Regions from separate parts of the Macaca mulatta genome. Here region 2 is linked to region 1. A link is a contact called in public Hi-C data. All regions are on one chromosome and are shown on one strand. Each heading gives the region's core, a stretch centred on a gene start, on an enhancer-like site or on the middle of the called end of the contact. The rest is flanking DNA. Distances are from core to core; before and after follow the strand shown.

Region 1 (6,742 bases), core at 2,230-4,729:
TCTGTGTATGTGTTGCTGGATTTAGACCTAAATATTATATTTTCTTTGAAGCAACTGTAAATGGTATTCCATCTTTTATTTCAGTTTCCGTCTGTTTGTTGTTAGTATGTAGGATGCAGTTGATTTTCATATGTTGACGTTTCAGTCTGCAAACTTGCTGCGCTCACTCATTAGTTCTAGGAATTGTTTGTAGATTCCTTTGGGTTTTCTATGTGAACAGTCATGTCAACTAAAAACAGAGTTTTATTTCTTCCTTTCTGATCTGTATGAATTTTATTTTTTGCCTTCTTGCATGGCCTATTACCAGAACTTCCAGTGCTCTGTTGAATAAGAGTGGGCAGAGCAGAAATCCTTGCCTTGTTTCCTACTTAGAAGACGAGCACTCAGTCTTTCATGATTACGTACAATGATGCAGTTTTCGTGCATGTGCTTATCAAGCTGAAGCAGTTTGCTGAGAGCAGTTTTTGTTTTTACCATAAATGAGTATTTAGTTTTGTCCTTATTTGCTGACAGCAGTTTTATTTGCTGATAGTTTTTGTTTTTACCATAAATATTTAGTTTTGTCCTTATTTGCTGAGAGCAGTTTTATTTGCTGAGAGCAGTTTTTGCTTTTACCATAAATGAGTATTTAGTTTCGTCAAGTGATGCAAAAAACTGCATCAGGCAATCTGGTCATAGATTTTTTCTTTCACCTGCGGATAAGGTGTATTACATCGGTTGATTTTCAAATACCAGATTAGCCTTGCATCTTTTGAATAAATCACCTTGGGTTGTGGTGTATTATTCATTTCATATAGTGTTGGATTCAATTTGCTAACATTTTGTTAATGATTTTTGTGTCTATGTTCATGAGCGATAGTAGTCTATTGGGGTTTGAAGTTATTTTCATCCTGTCTTTGTATGGTTTTGGTATCATAAAACAAGTTGCAAAGCCTCTTCTGCTTTCTGGAGAAGATTGTATAAAGTTGTTTAAACATTTGCTAAAATTCTCCAGTGAGATTATCTGGAACCGGGAATCTTCTCTGGCGGGGGGTGGGAAGTGGGTTGTGTGTTAAAATTACAGATTCAGCTTCTTTAATGGGTACAGGACTGTTCAGGTTATCAAATAATTAACAGATTAGGGCTCATGTCTGCTGTGTTTTGTCTTGTTTCCTTTGCCTTTTTTTTTTTTTTAACCTTCCAATGAATACAGTACATTTTTTTAGAATTCAATCTTGATTTACTGATAATGTCTTGGGAAATATCATTAGGTATAGTTTTTGTAGTGGTTGCTCTAGGTATCACAGCACACAGATGTAACTTCTCACAACCTATTTGTGTGGATGTTTTACTGCTTCAAGGGGAGTATCACAGAATTCTTTCATGTAGGTGCTTTTACCCTCCCCATTTTTTATATAGTGATGGTCGTATTTCCTGTATGTGCAGTAAGCACTACATCGACGATGTTATGATTTTTGTTTTAACCACCAAATATAATTTTAAAAACTCAGTGAGGGATCGTTTACTATATTTTTCTATTTTACCTATTCTGTTGTTCTTCCTTCCTTCTGAAGGCCCCAGCGTTCTTGTGTTACTTTCTGTTTGAAAGCTTCCTTTAGCCAAACTTTAAAGGGGGGAAGAGCTCACTGGAAACAAAGTCTCTTAGATTTTTCATCACCTGAGAATGCCTTCGTTTCTCTCATCCCCCCCACCCACCAAAGAATCGTTTTGCTGGGTGTAGGATTTGCTGCCCAGCGGGGCTCCTTGTTCCTCTGGATTGACGAGCCCTCCACCACCACCAGGTGAGCCAGGCACCATCAACCAGAAGCCCCGCCTCCATGGATTTTATCTCCTTCAGTCCTGAGGCCCTGGAATCCAGCTCCCGATGAGTATGTCCAGGGAGAAGGCAGTGTCAGAAGTGCCTGACACGGGGAGCCAATTTCCAAAATATAATGGTAGGTAATAAATAATACCAAATGTTCAAAAGAAGCTTTAGGACGGCGACGTCCGGTAATTATTTAATTTTATATTGTTTCCTATGGTGATCTCTCTCCTTTTCTTATACCATCAGTAAAAGGTGAAACACTAGAATCTTACCTTAGAAAATAAGATAAAGGCGTGTCTTCACCTGGGGTAAAGCTGATGAGAAAAATCTGAAAACGTCCCCGCCATCCCCCATTCATTTCCCAGAATTCTCAGAAACACCGAAAAAGATGCTGGGCTTTCTAGAGATATGGAGATGTGAAGGGAGGCCTTGAGTCCTTCTATTTGAAGATTATAAGCTGTGACTCAGTGGGGCTGGAGGATTCAGGGCTGTCTGGTTACACCCTCCAGTTGTATGTGTGTTCATACAACTTTCTTTGTGGCATATGTGATGTGTCAGGAGCTTTGCATGGGGCTGGGGGCACAGCGAAGGATGTGGACGTGGTCCCTGCTCACGGAAAACAGAGTCTAGACCAGTATTTCTCTCATGTGGACTATTTGCATCAGAATTGGTTGGAAGATTGTTAAATGGATTTCAAGGTCCCTCCAGGATCTGAAAACCAGGCCCCCCCCCTGCGTTGGGGACGGGGAATCCGTATTTCTGACAAAAAGCAATTCTTCAATTATGGAAACATCCATACAACCGGCCTTAGTTTACACAGCCGCATTCCCACTGTTTTACAATCGCATGATCATTTCTGAAAAGTTGAAAACAAAGTTAAAGAATATTTCAGGGGTTAAGAACAAAAAGCCCGAGGAACACAAAAGATCATAAAAACCCTTCCAAACAGGAGGCGTACTTGGAAGGAAACCTCACACGCAAGGTTCCTACGTGGAGCCCAGAGCCCAGGTCCTGACGGGAGCACAGGTTTAAGAGATGGACTTGGAGCGTGTGCTTTTCCGTTTGTTTTCCCCTCTATTCAATGTGTTCACAGCAGGTCCCCTGGATGAGACCACTCAGCCTTCAGCCCCAGAGGCGACCCAGGCCGTCCTTGCCAGGTCCCTGTCCCGGACTGGCGCCCCGCGGCAGAGGTTCCACCCCGTCCCTCCGCTCCTCGCCCCGCTTTCCCCGTTTCCCTCCCCAGCTAGAACGTTCTGAGAGCTAGGAACGTTCTCTAGGAGGTCGCTTTGACGTCCACACCGCGCCTGCGGGATTCGGGGACGCGGGGAGCACAGGACCCTGGGACGCAGGACCCTGAGACGCAGAGGTCGCTCCACGCCCGGGGCTGCCTCAGCTCTCCCGACACTGCAGCAACTCAGAACCTAGGCAGGGGCCGGGCAGCGAGCCTGCTGCCCCCACCCTCACCTCCAACCCCCGCCTCTCAGCCCTCAGCCCAACCCGCAGGACCCCCGGCAGCCCGCTGGCGATCTCCGCGGAAGCCCCCGAGGGCCTCGGCGCAGCACCGCCCGGACGCGCCGCTAGAAGGTTCCCGACAGGCGCCGCGGGCACCCCAGCCGTGACGTCACGGCAGCGCGCCTGCCGCAGGAAAGGGCCCCGCCGCGACCGCGTCCCCTTGGGTCCTTGAGCCTGAGCTGACGGGGTAGCCATGGCCTTCCGGCTCCTGAAACTGGCCCCGACGACCGCGTCCGTCCGGGTCCTGGCGGCGGGCGCCCAGCGCGTGGTGAGCGGGCAGCGGGCGGCGGCGGGCGAGGTGGGGGAGGGGGGCAGTTCCACATCTCACCCGGCCTCTGGCGGCGGCTCCCAGGGTCGCTCTCGGGGTGGGTTTGGGGGACCCCTCCGGCCTCCGGAATTGTTTGGTCTTTGGTCGTGGACAGACTTCAGGGGGGCCACGAGCTTCTGCAGGCCATTTTATCTCAGCTTTAAGCAAAACGCTGGAGCGCGGAGGTGATCGCCCGGAGGCTGCCCTGATGCGGGAGGCCAGTGTGCGGGTGGCAGGCCGGGGGCACGCGCGCTTGTCATTCGATAATTCACGTAGCAGCCCTGTCAAGAGCCATTTAAAGGTCGGGCCCTGCTAGGTGCTGGGGTGATGCGATGTTGAGCAGAAACGGAGTCCAGTGCTTGTGTTCTCTTCCTTCTGCCTTTACTCTTACTGACTACTCATTTCTTAGCAGTTTGCCCCCGCCTTTTTCAGTGAAATTGTTTCATACATTTGTAACACAGTTGGATTGCTTTGTCATACTCTGCTTTACATCCTGGGATCCTTCTACCTAATGAGTTTTCAAAAATGTGCATACATTGCATGCATTCTTTGTGCTATAAGGTTCTATGGATTTTTTTCTTTGTGCTATAAGGTTCTATGGGTTCTGACAAGTGTATGATGGCATGTCGCCACTGTTATAGGTTCATACAGAGTAGCTTCCCTGCCTTAAAAAATTCGCCTCTGCTTTACCTATTAAACCCTTCTTTTCCTCGAACCCCTGACAACCACAGGTATCATTACCATTTCCATAGTTGCCTTTTGTGGAATGTCATATAATTAGAATTATACAATATATTGCCTTTTCAGACGCCTTGAATACTTGGAAGTATCTGTGTAAGATTCACTTATGTCTTCGTGGCTTGATAACTCATTTCTTTTTAATCACTGAATAATATCTCATTGCATGGATGTATTTCAGTTAATCCATTCAGCAATTGAAGGGCATCTTGGTTGCTTCAAGTTTTTGGCAATTATGAATAAAGCTGCTGTAATCATGTATGTGCAGATTGTTTTTGGAAACACATTTTTATATCAGTTGGGTAATACCTGGAAGAGTGATTACCGGATCATGTAGTAAGACTAGTTTTCTAAGCAGGTGCCAAGCCATCTTCCAGAGTGACTGTGCCATTTGACTCCCACCAGCAGTGAAGGCTCTCCTTGTTGCTCTGCATCTTGCCAACGTGCGGGGCTGTCCGTTACTTTGGATTGCTATCCATTCTGATAGATGCGTAGTGGTATCTTGTTTTAACTTTGGAATATCTCATGACATACAGTGTTCAGCATCTTTTCATATGCTTATTTGCTATCTGAGTTAATTTCATTTGCGAGAGGTGTTCACATCTTTTGCCCATTTTTAAATTGGGTTGTCTGCTCTGCATTGTTTTGTAACTTGTTTCTTCCTTACTCTTCAGTTATCAAATAAATCAAGATCGAAAAATATCTTGATATTTTATATTCTCCTGTTTTATTTAAATTTCACAAAGAAGTATTTTAATATTTTTATATTTTCTTGAGTACTTAGTATTCCGTAATATGGATATGCCTTACATTTTTTTTAACTATTCCTTCGTTGTCGGACATTTAAGGGTTTCTGTTTGCATTTTTGATGTTCCATATCATACTTCATTGAGCATCCTTATAGGTCAGTCTTATGTATATAGCCTTTGAATGGATTCCTAATGCTGTAGACCCAGTGTCCTCTAGGTTTCATTACCATTAGCAGTTTAGGATGGTACTCATTGTGTTGTCCTAACTCTGTAATCATTTTAAAAATTATTTCTCATTTTGATACATGAAAAACTAATGTCTCTTGATGATAGTCTTTTGTTTTTTTTGTAGCAAGATTAACCACTTTTTCATGTGGTTTTTAGCTGTATTTTATAATTTTAAAATAAGCTATGTGTTTTTATTCTTTGTTTTGCTTCTTGTGCTATACAATCTCTGTATATGGTAAGGCTATTATCCCATCATACGTGTTGAACTTTTTCAGTTTATTTTACTTTTGGTTATGTTTTTTTTTCTTTTTTTGGAAGGATTGTTTTGGTTTTAGCGTGGAGAATAAATTGGGACGCTGGAGACAGGAGTTGAAGCAGGTCTTTGCCTTATAGATGAGAGGTGTGAGGATGTCTACAGAGTCAGCACATAGCATAGGGAGGTGATGCAGTGTCCAAAGAGTTTGAAGAGTTAGGATTTTGTGCGTAATTCTGCAGTTGAAGGAAGGTGTCACTCAAATTTGCTCTCTCTTGCTTGTTAGGTAGTGGATATTCCCTGCTGTGAGGGAAAGCAGATTTGGGGGCTTTTCACCTTAGCTGTGTTACCTTCAGGTGCCTTCAGGACATCTAGGTGGAGCTGTTTAATAGGCAGTGGAGTAACTAGGTCAGGAGCTGGGGACAGAAGCTTGGATTAGAGAAATATTTTTTATTCCCTTCCCTTCACTCCCAAGCTCCCCTCCATCCCTGTCTTTCTTCCTTCCGTCCGTCCGTCCATCTGTCCATCCATCCACCCATCCATCCATCCATCCCCCCTCCCTCCCTCCCTCCAATTTTTATTGAACATAGTAAACATATTTAATAAAAATTTCAGACACTGTTCCAGGGCCTGAGGATTTAGCAGTGAACAAACAGACAATATATCTGCCCTTAATGAAACTTGCATGTACAGAGTGGTGGGGGATAGACAGCTAATTAAACAAATTAATAGGCAATAAAGATGTAGATGTTGGCATTTTTATCACCAAGAGATTTCTCAGTATTTTTACCTAATAATTGCTAATGCCTACAGGAACCAGAGTGGTCACAACGTGCTGCTGTGTGATTTTGTGTTTTTCAGAGAGGAATTCATAGCAGTGTGCAGTGCAAGCTGCACTATGGAATGTGGCGTTTCCTATTTGGGGATAAAACAAGCACAAGAATGACAGAGCACAGCAAGGTGATAACTGTAGATGGCAATATATGTACCGGAAAAGGCAGACTTGCAAAAGAAGTAGCAGAGAAACTAGGTACGATTTTATGTTATACAGAATGATACGTTTTTCTCAGATATATGGTTGCTTATTTCACTGGTGTTTCTTCAATATTAATATTAAATAATATTAAATGTTTAATAATTGGACCTAAGAT
Region 2 (7,180 bases), core at 2,779-5,278, 91 kb before region 1:
GGGGCTGGTAGAGGAAGCCGGCCCTGACAGATGGGTGGTCTCGCCCTTCCTGGGTTCGTCCTGCTGCAGGTGAGCCTGAGTCGCAGATCAGGAAGCACCGGGAAGATGCAGGCCTGCATGGTGCTGGGGCTGGCCCTCTGCCTCCTGCTGGGGCCTCTTGCAGGTGAGGGGCCGCTCTGGAGGGAGGCAGCCACCAGGACCCCCGACAACCCTCCTGTTCTCTCCCCTTCCATACACATCTCCAGACTGCTGGGAAACCTCAGAGCCCTGCGGCTGGTGTGGGGTGGGCCCAACTGGCACCTGGGTGGTCCTTCTGGGTGACAGCTCTTCTCTTCCTTTGCAGGGGCCATGCCTGTGCAGGAGGAAGGAGGTACCATTCTCCGATTTCTTTCCTTTCATTTGCATAAGTAACTGGTGTGCAGCGGGGAGAAACTGCTGGGGAGGGCAGTGGCTTCCTATCTCAAGCAGATGCATCAGGGGCCCTGGCTCAGCTCAGGCCTGAGCACGGAAAACATGGCCCTCAAGAGCCAGCTTGGAGCTGTGCAAGCAGAGGGTCTCTGAGCTCCTTCCAGCTGCGACCCTGCCCTCCAGCCACCAGGGAACACACTGGGCAGGGGGAGCCAGGGCCCCATGACCCCTGACATTCCCACCCTCCTACCTGGGCTCCAGCCCCTAGGCCCTCCCAACTCTGAGCCCTAACTCAGTCCAGTATCTTCAGGGCCACCCTTGCCCAAGCTTTAGGACAGGTTATGTTGGGGGGTAGTGGACGGGGGTGTCTGTGCTCCCTTCAGAAATCCCAGCAGGAGACTGCCGGTGCCCCACACCATCCCCATACAACTCCCTCCTCAAACAGGACAGGCCTCCCCCCTCCGGCTCTTCCCCTTTTTCCTCTGTCTCCCAGACCAGGCATCCCCAAGGACCTAGGTCATCACCCCACTGATGAGAGGGGACAGGCTCAGGCCCCCACTCTGGGAAGGCTGAATCACTGTGGGCACAACTGGGAACCATCCACTTGCCTTGAAGCCTCCGAGGACGGTGTCTCCGGGCAGGACCAAGGCAGGTGTCATGTGTCTTTCAGACCCTTACGCGGAGCTGCCAGCCATGCCCTACTGGCCTTTCTCCACCTCTGACTTCTGGAACTACGTGCAGCACTTCCAGGCCCTGGGGGCCTACCCCCAGATCGAGGACATGGCCCGCACCTTCTTTGCACACTTCCCCCTGGGGAGCACCCTGGGCTTCCATGTTCCCTATCAGGAGGACTGAATGGTGTCCAGCCTGGTGCCCGCCCGCCCCGCCAGGCTGCACCAGGTCAGGCCTCTGCAGGCATGGAGTCCCGGCAAAAACTTGGCCCCTGCCGGGAGTCAGGCCTGGTCTCATGCTCAATAAACTCCGGACTGAAGATGTACAACCAGCGTTGTGGGTGGTCTTTCAAGGACGACTGCGCTCAGGCCCCATTTACTTTATTTCACAAATGAAGCGGGTTTTATTTTGATTCCTGGGGAGCACTTTCATACACTCTTTCATAAATGTGCACCATTTCCATCCACACTGGCATCAACAAGGGACCTTATATCCTGGGCGGACTCAGGACTGGCTTTCTGTGTCTCCCTCTCATCCATTTCCCACAATGATCCCGGGGGTGCTGCAGTTCCCCCAGATTACAGGTGAGGAAACTGAGGCAGAGACAAGAGGCCACTGCCTGATTTGTTAAGGTCACACAGCTGGTTAAGGGGGAGCTAGACTCCAGTCCAGGCACCCTCGCTCTGGGCCACTAAGCTGGGCAACAGGCAAACCCACAGTCAGGGCTCGGCTGACTCCACACCACGACACTCCCCTGGGAGGAGGACCCAGGAGGCAGCAGGACATGGAAGTGAGAAACCCCGTCTGTATCTGTCATCAGTCAGGGACAGCGGGGCCTGGGCAGGCTCCGTCTTCCAGGGACGGCTCTAGGTTTTGAGGATGCTGGGAGGAAGGGGGCTTCACCTGGGCACCCTGGGGCACCGGAAGGCTGGGCAGGCAGCATGATGGCATCTCAGGGGTGGGCCTCCAGCAATGGGATGGCCTCTGCACAGGTGGTGAGCTCCCCATCCCTGTAGGGTATACAAACAGACCGTGGAGACCCACGGCTCCAACCCTTAGCTAGGAAAGACCTTGACTTAATGGGCCACTCCTCTTGGTCACTGCCAAGCCCCTGTTCCATCGGACTGACTTTCACTTGGGTCTTTCAGAGTGACGCACTTTGGCATGGCATGAGGCTCACGGGATGCCCACTGCCTGCTTCTCCCTGCATCCCACACTGTCCACTCAGGCCAGGCGGACCCTTTTCAGGCCACACCCTCACCCCTCACATTTCAGCTCAATTCCTGTCCCTGGAACTATCCTCCTCCATGCCGCCCCCCCTTCTCTGCAGCCTAACCCCCAAACCCACCTCCTTTAAGGCCTGTTGAGGAAAACTTACTAGAAATTTTCAGAAGTTGTGCTGAACCCTGGAGACAGGTGTGGGGACCACTGCAACGGGATCTTGCAGTGGGGGAGGGAGACCAGGCTCAGCTCCGAACAGCACAGGCAGTGCTGTTTGCGGCTGAGGAGCAGGTGGGGTTGGGGGTGGAAAATGACTAGGAGGAACACAGTGCGGGAAGGGGACGCTGGCTCCGCAGACCCCACAGGGCTCTCGCTGAAGACAGGCCTGGGCGATCAGACATCCTGGGGATGCTAGGGACCAGGAACCTGATCCAATATCCAGGGTGGAGGGCTCTGGCTAAACCAACTTAGCAGGGCTCTCTGCGAAAACTGAACCTGACAATGCCGTGCACAGATGGGCCTGGGAGGAGGTTAGGAGGCCACCGAAGTCTGGTTAGGCAAAGAACCTTTGGCAAAGTCTCGTTGCAGGACCTCTTGCTTCTCTCCTTCCCTTCCCTGTTCTTCCTCTCTCCCTCCCTTCCTCCAACCTTCTCCCTCCTCTTTCCCCTTTCCTTCTCCTTTCCCTCGCTTTTCTGTCACATTCCTTTCCATCTTAACCACATTTAAGGGCATTAAGCACATTCACGGGACTGTGCAGCCATCACCATCAGCCGTCTACTGACCTTTTTCATCTTTCAAGGCTGAAACTCTGTCCCCACTAAACACAAACTCCCCATTTCCCCTTCCCCGGACCCTAACAACCTCCCTTCTACTTTCTGTCTCTGTGACTTTGACTCCTCTAGGGGCCTCTGCTGAGTGGAATCACGCGGTGTTTGTCTTAGGACTGGCTTGTTTCCCTCGGCAGAGCGTCCTCAACGTTCACGCGCGTGGCAGCAGGTGTCTGCATTCCCTTCCTTTTAAAGGCTGAGTAATGTTCCACAGTGTGCGCGGACCACATTTGCTTATGCACGTATCCATCAATGGGCAGGGACAGTGGGGGACGCTCCTCTTTTTCATTTATTATAAATAATGCTGCTGTGAGCGTGGGGTACAGACGCCCCTTGGAGCCTCTGCTTTCCGTCCTCTGGGCTTGTGCCCGGAAGGGGAGTGCTGGGCCACGTGGGCGTCCGTGTTTGATTTTCTGGGACCTGCCTCCCTGTCTCCCGCCCCGGCTGCCGCGTCTCACTCCCCACCCTTCCACCCGTTTTGCTGTTTTTTGACTCTGGGCGTCCCAGGGGTGCAGCGGCCCCTCGGCGGGGCCCTGGTTTGCTTGCACCTTTTCATCTGCTCACTGGCCGCGAGTGTGTCTTCTCCAGACAAACGTCTGAAGGTCAGGCCCTGGGCTCCTGTGAACCCGGCCGTCCCTGCGGCTGAGTCTGAGGCTCCCTCTTTATTCTGGATCTGGCCCCTTGTCGGAGGCGTGCTCGGCAGGCACTGCTCCCATTGCTGGCGGCCTTTTCTCTCCGTGGCCGCCCGGCCGCCCCTCAGAGGCGTTGCAGACGCCCGCCCTCGCCAGCGCAAAGACAGACGCCGGTGGCCGCGGACGCACGAGCGGCCCCGAGCACCCCGGATGCGAGACCGCTGACCGCGGGCGGGCAGGCGGGCACCACAGAGGCGCGGTCCTCCGGCGTCTAGAGCTGCCATGTGGCGCGCGCCGGAAGCGGCCCTGCGGCCGGAAGTGGGCCTAGAGCGCCGCGGGCCCGAGATGAAGCCGGCGGTGGACGAGATGTTCCCTGAGGGCGCCGGGCCTTACGTGGACCTGGACGAGGTGACACGGGCCCGGCGGGAGTCTCCGAGCGTGGGGAGCGGGGAAGGGGGAGCGGAAGGGCGGCGTCCTGGTGCGCGGGTCCCGGGGAGGGGAGGCCGGGCGGGTGGGCAATGGGCGCGGCTCCCAGGCTCCCTGCCCCGCGGAGAGCAAATCCCGGCTTCTCCGAGCTTCTGGTGAAAGGCGGCCACCGACGGCGGCGGGAAGTGTGTGCCCTAGCCCGGGGGACCAGGAGGCGCAGCCTGAGGGTTGAGTGCCTGCTGGGTTCCCCCACGGCCCCCGGGAACACACTCGTGGTCAGAGGAGTTGCGTTTGCTGCTGTTCGATGGCGGCAGCACCCAGTGGGGGCCCGCGGTGGGTCTCCGTAGCGCGGGTGGGGACTCACTTCGTGTGGGATTTGAGCTAGTGTTCGGGGATTTGGGGAAAGAAAGTGGGCTTTGCTGTGCCTTGGAAACGAGGGTAATTTTCCGACTGGGCTTCTTAAACTGAACTAGAATGAGGGAAGACTGGAGCAGCCGTCATTCTTGTCGTAGTGGAAAAGGGGGATGTCTGGCATTTATGTGCTTTGTGTAGTGGCCTCGTTCTTCTTTTTAATTATACAGGATTATACAGTCGTCTTGGGATTTTTTTGGTCTCTGTTGTGTTCACAGAGTGACCTTGTCTGATGTGAGCTGATGTTCTGAGATGGTTTATGGTCAGCAAGAAAGCACCACAGCCTAGCTCGGAGTGGTAGGCCAGCTCCTGCATGTCAGGGCCTCATGTCCTCTTTCTCAAAGCTTAGGGGGTACAGAGGTGGTCAGAGGCAGCCCTTGTGCCTGTGGAGGTAATAACATGGCAGAGAGGCTGATTGCAAACACCAGGTGTCATAGAAAGCCGAAGACACACCAACGGATGGGCCCTCAGGGCTTTGAGGGGGCTCAGCAAAGGTGCAGCTGAGGAGTCGACTCTGTGGCTCAATGCTGGGGGACACAATGGTTTTTGCCAGGTAGGCGGGGATGAAGGCCCGGCAGGAGCAGAGTCCTGGGTTGGGGGGATGCCCACTGGCTCATGTCGTTTAACATGGTTGAGCGTGCAGTGCCAGAGAGAGGGGAGACAGTGGGCAGGGACCAGATCATGAAACCATCTGGAATCACGGTAAGAGGGTGGCTCTGTGCACCCCACTCCTGAAGCACTTCCACTAAACCCAGGCCTCTCAGTCCTGTTTTAAAGTCACAGCCCTAGGCGATGTGGAGCCACTTGAGAGCTTTACAGTGGGGAGTGAGAGGCTCTGACTTGCTCTGTAGGGTGGCGGCATTTAGGGATGAGAGGGTAGAAAAATGGTAGCAGGGAGAACAGGACAGTCGAAGAGGGTGTGAATGAGGCAGATGGAGGTAGGGACAAGCTCAGCCCAGTGTTTAAGTGGTAGAATGTGGGAGGCTTACTGTGGTGTTGGGGACAGGGAGGGAGGCTGAGAAGCCAGGGGAGGAGGCTGAGCATTCTGGCTTTTCTGAGAGTGTCTGTGAAAGGGAACAAGGGCATGCAGCTACGTGGGGATGAGGGCAAGGTTGAGCAAGTGGCCTTGTGAATGCTGGGGCCAGGGCAGCAGCAGGACCTGTGGCCAGCTGTCCAGGGTGCTGCTGTCAGAGGAATCTGCTCCCACTGTCACCAGGTGACTCTAAACAGGATCCAAAATCCTGAGGGCTTCAGATTGCCCAGCTTGGGTTGTGACATGGTTTTTCCACTGCCATGGAGTTGTGGCAGTGGACGGTCCATGATGGCAGCCGGCACCAGAACCTCAGAGGCAGAGCAGGTCAGTTTCCTCTGGGAAGTGGTTTCATTCCCAGAAGAGAGCGGGAAGGGATCCTGAGCGGAGTTGATGGGCTCAGTTTTGCGTGTTTGTGGCCTCTGTGGCAATGTCCGGGGAGGATTGGAAACCTCTCCTCGAAGGTTACAGAGAAGTAGTGGTGCTTAGAGCAGTGGTAGGTTTCTAATTTTTAACAGCAGAGAGGAATCAAGGAACAGAAGCCCTTGAGAGACCTTAAAAATCATTCCTTTGAATTTCTCCCTCCCCCTCCGCCCATACATATTCCTTTATCTGGAACTAAAATGTTGACTCAGCTTGAGCCTGTTTCCCCTCACCCATCTTCCTTTTCTGTGGGGGTGGCGGACACTGCAATGTACTTATCACCTGTTCTTTTGGAAAACGCAGCTGACATAATTTTGCCTTTCCATTCCCCAGGCGGGAGGCAGCACCGGGCTCTTGATGGACTTGGCAGCCAATGAAAAGGCCGTTCATGCAGACTTTTTTAATGGTAAGGATGCTTGGAATGGGATGCCAGATTTAATCTGAATATTTCTTCTGTAGGTTAAGGCAGTGAAGCAACTTGGTGACATGAATAATTTGGGTCATAAGGGGGTAGAGCCCCTGCGCTCCTCTCGGAATGCAGTGCAGCCTCTATGGAGCCATGACGTGGGCTGCGGCCCCTGGCAGGCAGCCTTCTTTTTCAGGAGAAAAGTAGCATAAAATTGTTCCCAGCTTGCAGCCCAGTAGTTGAGTTTGAGCTCTGGCATGTGTGTTACACGTGCCTGCAGACACCTCAGACTGTAGCTGGGTCTGGCCCCTTGCCCCAGACACGGCCATAGGAACCCTGTCTGGCTCCCTGTCTCTCTCCTCTCCGGGCAGCCGGTTTCCTTTCCTCTCCCAGCCCACCTGTGTTTGCCTGCCTGGGTTCTCGTACCCTCAGCTGCCTTTGCAGAGGGACAGCCACACTCCAGCTCTTGCCCAGCTCTGAAATCAGGACGCAGGATGCGTTTCCCTCTTGATTTAAGGGCTTCAGTGCTAGTTACCAAAAACATGGATAAACCAAATAAAACATTGGTAAACCAAATAAACAATGAAAAGCAAACTTTCTGTAAGATCTTCTGACCTGCTAGAGGGGATATTTCTCTCATTCTCTTCTGATTTCTTCAGGCCTTGTTCCTCTAGTTCATATTAACATTTACTAAGCGTTCAAATAATAAACAAGATAGGTTTCT

What was found. Hi-C and Micro-C count contacts between places; a contact is called where the count stands out from the background.
Region 2: a contact with region 1 is called in a Hi-C map of CD4 T cells, with 4 times the contacts expected there. The contact joins the promoter of COPS9 here to the promoter of NDUFA10 in region 1. A contact is called at or near these places in 2 of 14 Hi-C or Micro-C datasets (CD4 T cells and fetal cortex germinal zone).

What each region holds. Positions count from the first base shown.
Region 1 is chr12:145,271,689-145,278,430 of T2T-MMU8v2.0, reverse strand. NDUFA10 (NADH:ubiquinone oxidoreductase subunit A10) reads left to right here and starts at 3,479. Exons shown (of 10, transcript XM_015111498.3): 1 at 3,479-3,584; 2 at 6,453-6,621. The coding sequence starts at 3,510.
Region 2 is chr12:145,362,739-145,369,918 of T2T-MMU8v2.0, reverse strand. It overlaps COPS9 (COP9 signalosome subunit 9), which reads left to right and starts at 4,028. Exons shown (of 3, transcript XM_001088471.5): 1 at 4,028-4,168; 2 at 6,384-6,456. The coding sequence starts at 4,043. It overlaps OTOS (otospiralin), which reads left to right. Exons shown (of 4, transcript NM_001260881.1): 2 at 1-163; 3 at 344-370; 4 at 1,079-1,369. The coding sequence starts at 106. The coding sequence ends at 1,263.